Regions from separate parts of the Macaca mulatta genome. Here region 1 is linked to region 2. Evidence: chromatin contacts called from public Hi-C data. All regions are on one chromosome and are shown on one strand. Each heading gives the region's core, a stretch centred on a gene start, on an enhancer-like site or on the middle of the called end of the contact. The rest is flanking DNA. Distances are from core to core; before and after follow the strand shown.

What was found. Hi-C and Micro-C count contacts between places; a contact is called where the count stands out from the background.
Region 1: a Hi-C map of CD4 T cells shows a contact between it and region 2, with 2.9 times the contacts expected there. The contact joins the promoter of PPP1R27 here to the promoter of MRPL12 in region 2. A contact is called at or near these places in 2 of 14 Hi-C or Micro-C datasets (CD4 T cells and fetal cortex germinal zone).

Annotation. Positions count from the first base shown.
Region 1 is chr16:91,488,705-91,492,071 of T2T-MMU8v2.0, reverse strand. It overlaps PPP1R27 (protein phosphatase 1 regulatory subunit 27), which reads left to right and starts at 1,722. Exons shown (of 3, transcript NM_001194537.2): 1 at 1,722-2,002; 2 at 2,112-2,262; 3 at 2,928-3,288. The coding sequence starts at 1,813. The coding sequence ends at 3,051. All of the region lies in intron 1 of MCRIP1 (MAPK regulated corepressor interacting protein 1), which reads left to right.
Region 2 is chr16:91,413,589-91,416,825 of T2T-MMU8v2.0, reverse strand. MRPL12 (mitochondrial ribosomal protein L12) reads right to left here and starts at 1,921. Exons shown (of 5, transcript NM_001266331.1): 1 at 1,745-1,921; 2 at 884-1,070; 3 at 598-681. The coding sequence starts at 1,818. LOC144336074 (a long non-coding RNA gene) reads left to right here. Exons shown (of 2, transcript XR_013407496.1): 2 at 383-1,866.

The sequences.
Region 1 (3,367 bases), core at 473-2,972, 75 kb before region 2:
AGACTACAGGCGCCCGCCACCACGCCCAGCTAGTTTTTTTTTTTTTGTATTTTTTAGTAGAGACGGGGTTTCACCGTGTTAGCCAGGATGGTTTCGATCTCCTGACCTCGTGATCCGCCCGTCTCGGCCTCCCAAAGTGCTGGGATTACAGGCTTGAGCCACCGCGCCCGGCCGATCATCTGTTTTTTTAAGCCACTCAGTCTGTGGTCTGTCAAGATAGCCCCAGCAGACTCATCCAGCCAGCTTCAAGTGCTGCAGTGTTCCCAGCACAATCGATGGCTGTCCCTGACCACAAAGACCTCCCTGGTCAACTCTGTGTCTGTGTCCCATCCCATCCACTTGCTCATGTCCTGTAGTCCAAGCCCCACTTTGGACCTCCACTAGGGCTGTTGCAAAAGTAAAGGCAGCCAGCAATGAAGAGCCTGTTGGAACATGAGTTTTAAAAATTCCCTTGGCTAGGCGCGGTGGTTCACACCTGTAATCCCAGCACTTTGGGAGGCCGAGGTGGGCGAATCACAAGGTCAGCAGATCGAGACCATCCTGGCTAACACGGTGAAACCCCGTCTCTACTAAAAATACGAAAAAGTTAGCTGGGTGTGATGGCGTGCGCCTGTAGTCCCAGCTACTTGGGAGGCTGAGACAGGAGAATGGTGTGAACCCAGGAGGCGGAGCTTGCAGTGAGCCGAGATTGCGCCACTGCACTCCAGCCTGGGTGACAAAGCGAGATTCCATCTTAAAATAAATAAATAAATAAATCCCTTGGCTGTGCTTCTAAAAGTAAGATCACAGAGGCAGGGCAGAGAGAGCACACCACCCAGGGTGTGATGGTCCCTGAATGTGGAGAGCTAACTGGACACCACCTTAAGTGTGAGTACGTGTGTCAAACCTGGAATGCAGAGACACCGTGCAGGGTGAACCCATGAGTGTGTAGGGAACACCCTGCCCCTGCAGGGATGTGAGGCAGGGGAGCCAGGCATGTGGAGGAAGGGTCGCAGGACTGACTGAGCAGGGGCCTGAGGCACTGAGATCCCAGCCAATGATGCCTGGGGGGTTTCTGAGCACGAGCCAGCACCATCAGAGTAGTTTTTGTCGCCGTGTTAGCCAGGATGGTCTCGATCTCCAGACCTTGTGATCCACCCGCCTTGGGCATCAGAGTAGTTTTGGGAAAACTTGAGAGTGAGGCAAGCCACGCTAGAAGGTGAAAACTGACAGGTAGGGAGATGGAGGGGCTCAGGCCCGTTACCCCATATGGCACAGTGGACCTGTGCTTCTGGAGATGTAGACGGGGTGGCCGCTGGGGCTCAGACCTGTTTCCCCATGGCACGGTGGACTTGTGCTTCTGCAGATGTGGAGGGGGTGGCCGCCCCTCACTCTCCAGGAGGTAGAGAGCAAGCCCTTCCAATGACCTTGGTACCTACTGTGCCCTTGACCTCGCATTCCTAGCTATCTCATGGGCTCTGCACCAGTGCCTCCTCCCACCCTCAGTAAGGCACCTTCTAGGTCCAGCTGTGTGGCAGGGAGCGACAGGCAGGAATGATCTGACCCCTTTGGCCGGGCACGGTGACAGGTGGGCTGAAAGATGAGTCACTAAACATGATCTGGGGCGCGGGGCGGGGGTGCAGCTCAGTTTCAGCCCCTCGCGCCGGGGAGGATGACCGTGCAGCTTTATATAGCCCCTGAGCCCTATATAAGCAAGTCAGAGGCCGGGGCTCGTCCGACAGGAGCCCTCAAGCTGATCTGGTTGGGGCCGGACACATTATTAACCCCAGCGCAGTAGGATCCCCAGGGACACCCTGCCCCACAGCGCCCAAGATGCCTAGCAGAACTGCCCGCTATGCCCGCTACAGCCCACGGCAGCGGCGGCGACGGATGCTGGCTGATCGCAGCGTGCGTTTCCCTAATGATGTTCTGTTCCTGGACCACATCCGTCAGGGTGACCTGGAGCAGGTGCGGCGTTTCATCCGGGCTCAGAAAGTCTCCCTGGCCACGATACATCCCTCAGGTGAGCAAGCCCTGGAAGAGCTGGCCAGGGGCTGTGGGGTGGGGTGGAAGCCAGCAAGGAGGACCCGACCTGAGGCTCAGTCTTGACCCCTCCCTTCCTCCCTGCCCAGGCCTGGCCGCCTTGCATGAAGCCGTGCTGTCTGGAAACCTGGAATGCGTGAAGCTGCTGGTCAAATACGGAGCCGACATTCACCAGCGAGATGAGGCGGGCTGGACACCCCTGCACATTGCCTGCAGCGACGGGTACCCCGACATAGCCAGGTGAGGGGGCCTGGGTCTACACAGGGTTGAACTCGACCCCTCCAGGCCTCAGTGGGCCCCCAGGATGTGGGCCCCAAAATGTGGTCCTGGTGGTGTAGGCAAGAACCATACGGGCTGAGCACGGTGCCTCAGGCGTGTAATCCCAGCCCTTTGGGAGGCTGAGGTGGGCGGATCACCTGAGGTCAGGAGTTCGTGACCAGCCTGGCCAACATGGAGAAACCCCTTCACTACTAAAAATACAAAACTAGCCGGGCGTGGTGGCGCATGCCTGTAATCCCAGATACTCAAGGCTGAGGCAGGAGAATTGCTTGAACCCGGGAGGCGGAGGTTGCCCTGAGTGGAGATCATGCCACTGCACTCCAGCCTGGGTGATAAGAGCGAAACTCTGTCTCTAAAAACAGCGGCAACAACAACAAAAAAAGAACCCTACAAACCCTAAAAGCTTCTGGAATCCTGTTTCTGCCCTTGTCCTCAACAGAGCCAACTTGAAAAGCTGGCCACAGCTTCCAAAGGGTCAGGTTTCTTCCTCCTCACCCTACCCGGACCTTGAGACCCGAAGGTGGGGGACACACAGGTGACCCCAGGACTCTGGCCCTCTGACCTGGGTGGGGACGAGCACTCTCCCGGCTCCTCCCCGCTTCAGCCAGGGCGACTTTGCACCCCAGGTACCTTATCTCCCTGGGAGCGGACAGGGACGCAGCCAACGACGATGGCGACCTGCCCTCCGACCTCATCGACCCGGACTTCAAGGAGCTGGTGGAGCTCTTCAAAGGGGCCACGATGGACTGAGCCAGCTCTGCCCGCCCGCCCCCGCGCCCAGGGCCGCCTCCCTGGGGAAGCCGCGGGTCGCCCCGGGGCCAGCACGTGCCCCACCCGTGGGCCAGGGGCGGCCGGACCCGTCCCTCCACGACCCCGCCACCCCTCCTAGGCCTGGCTTTGTCTCCAGGTGAATTTTTTACTGTGACACTTTTTACTTTTTCAATAAACGTGACTCCCAGGTGAGGGGGCCTGGGTCTACACAGGTGGTGCTTGTGGTGGTGTCCTGATTACTGGGCTCCCGCCGCTGCCGGTGGCCAGCGGCGCTCACCGTCCAGGCCGGGCCGGC
Region 2 (3,237 bases), core at 672-3,171:
TGCCTCCCTGGTTCAAACAATTCTCTTGACTCAGCCTCCTAAGTAGCTGGGATTACAGGCGCCTGCCACCACACCCGGCTAATTTTTGTATTCTTATTTGCTTATTTATATTTATTTATTTAGTTTGTTCGTTTGAGACAGTCTCCTGGGTTCAAGCTATTCTCCTGCCTCAGCCTCCTGAGTAGCTGGGATTACAGGCACATGCCACCAGACCCAGCTACTTTTTTTATTTTGCATTTTTAGTAGAGACGGGGTCTCACCATGTTGGCCAGGCTGGCCTCGAACTCCTGACCTCAAGTGAATCCACCCATTTCGGCCTCCCAAAGCACTGGGATTACAGGCGTGAGCCACCACGCCCAGCCTTTTTCCTCTCTTAGCTTAGTGTCTGTTTCCCTCCATTAGAAACATGGCCTCCACATGCAAAGACTTGTACATCCATGGAAGGGGGTAGGTCCCAGGAGGCTGCAGGAGGCCGGCACAGGTGTGCAGGCTGCAGACAATGACGGCAGCTGCAGAACCTGAGATACCGAACCATGGCACATGAGGCCATAGGCGAACTAGGCACCACAGAAATGCCTCTTTCTGCCCAGGACTCACCTCCTGGGCTGCTGCAGCAGGGACAGCCCCAGGCATCACACCACCCATTGGCACAAGCCCAACATCCTGGATCTTCAACGTTTTCTGCAGAGATAGAGAACAGTGTCCACAGCTGGCCCTCACACCAGCCGGAACCTACTGAGGAGGGGCAACTAGCCTGGCATGGACCTTGCACCTGGACAAACACACTTCTGACAATTTGCTAAACTCCCAAAATACACCAGGAACAAAACACAGGGGCTCCCAAACTTCCAGCCCCTGGGTCTGTGCCACCCTCTCATGATACCTTCAGGAGCTCGTTGAGGTCTGAGATTTCCAGGAGAGTGAGGCTGGCGATGTCCTGGACCAGTTGCTGAATCTTGGGGGGGTACTCCTTGGGGGCGTTATCCAGGGGTGCACCAGCAAGGGCCTCACACCTCCGATGGCCGCTACTCCTCATATGTCGCATGGCACAGACGCATGGCACCTGTCGCCTAGCCCCCACCCCCAATTCAAACAGACCTGTCAGTCCTGGAATGGAAGGGGCTGCAGAGACCAGGGGGACAGGACAGAACTGGGGGACTGATGGGTGCCATAAGCTCAGGCTGATAATCACTAGGGCCGGAAATTACCTAGCTCCTTGGTCCCAGTCCAGGGTTCTCAGATCTCAAGGGGTCCGTATTGGTAAGATTTGCAAGTTACTTTAAATTCTTCAAAGAGCCTTAGAAAGCCACGTGTTTACTTGCAGCTATACCACTCAAACCTCAAGCTTCTGGTGTGAATGAACTACATCAACCCAGCGGTGGTGAAACTATTACTTAGGTGCATCTTCCTGAGCAAAACCTCCCAAAACGTGGGGCCCCCTGGCCGCAAAACGCCGCACCCATGGATGGGCCTTTGCTGCGGAGATGGCTGAGGCCGGGGGAGGAGCAGGGAATCGTCCAAGGTCATCTGGGGCCGACCCTGGCGCTTTCCACGGCCCAGGAAGGAAGGGACTTGCGCACCGGGAGGCCTCCTCCCCAGCCCCCAGTAGGACCCCCAAGCCCGGCCTGGCCGCTGTAGGGAGGCCGGCCCCGCTGCCCGCCTCCGCCCGGATCGACCCCTCAGTGCCCGCCCGTCCCCTACCCTGCCCACCGGCCCAGTCCTGGCGCCCCAGGATCCCGCGTACCTAGCAAGGCGGAACGCAGCAGCCCGAAGCCCAAGGCAAGGCCCCCACAGGGGGCGAGCGGCCGCCGGCAGCATCGGTCCGCGGGTTGGAAGGTCACACGCGGTTCCCCGGGAGGAGGCGACGCTCTAGCCGCCTCGGCCGCCGGGGATTCGAGCTGAGGAGCGACGCTCTAGCCGCCACAGCCGCCGGGCATTCGAACTGGGGAGGGACGCTCTAGCCGCCGCAGCCGCTGGGCATTCGAGCCGGCAATGGCGCTCTAGCCGCACCTCGCGCTAGCACGTCTCATCCTGAGATTACCCACAAGGCGGCGCGCCGCGCAGACGCAAAATCGTCGTTTGTCGCGGCAGGTGGGCAGCGGGCTGCCCTCTTCCTGTCGGGTTTTGGGGTCGCGCAAAGGAGCGACGGGGACTGGGGGCTGCGGATTCACGTGTTCTTTCTCCAGGGCTCACGGGTTTCTGTCCGTGCGCGATACGAGCGAACGTCGCGGCCGAGGCTGGGCCCCGAAGCCGGCAGTAACCCGCGTCTCCAGCCCGCTCGGGGCCACCAGTGCCGCCGTCGCGGGCGGAGGCGCGAGCTCTGGGCCTTGGCGCCTTCGCAGCCGCAAGCATCGTCTTTTTTCCTAGCTAAAGCCCCAAACGCCCAGGTGGCTTCCTGGGAGAGCGCGGCTGAGCCTCCGCCTTCACATCAGAACAGGCGGAGCCTCCAGAGGCGGCCTGGGCCCAGTGCCTGCTTATCCTGCCGGCCTCTCCACACCTCCGCTTTCCCTCTCCGTTCGAGTCCATTCCTTCCTGGAAAAGCCAAAGCCGCGCCCCCCTAAGAGGCCCGGATGTGAAGGTGCGTGAGACGCCCTGGCCTCTGGGTGCAAAGGCCGGCGCCTGCCGCTTTCAACACTCGGGAGGCGGGTTTCAGCCCTGCCAGCCCCCGGCCGCGGACTCGGAGCGCTGAGCCCCCACCCTTCCCATTATCCGGCTCCCTTCCCAGGAATGAGGAGCGCTCGGGAAGCTTCAGCCACTATACGGAGGCGGCGCCAAGCCCAAACTCCTCACCAGCCACCGGCGGTGTAGAGCCGCGCAGGGCACAGGTGACCCCTGGCACGCAGCCTCAGGGAGGGACAGGCTGGACAGGACCCTGCCCGCAGCTGGGCCGTCAGCCGGACCACCTGCCCCCTGAGCAAACGCTGATGCAGGCCGGGCGCAGTGGCTCACGCCTGTAATCCCAGAACTTTAGGCGGCAGAGGCAGGTGGATCACCTGAGGTTAGGCGTTCACGACCAGCCTGGCCAACATGGTGAAACACCGTCGCTACTAAAAAATACAAAAACTAGACAGGCATGGTAATGGCGTGCACCTGTAGTCCCAGCTACTTGGGAGGCTGAGGCTCAAGAATCGCTTGAATCCGGGAGGCAGAGCTTGCAGTGAGTGGAGATCACCACCTCACTCCAGCCTGGGTGACAGAGTGAGACTCCATCTCAAAAAAATTAGTAAAAAAAAAAAA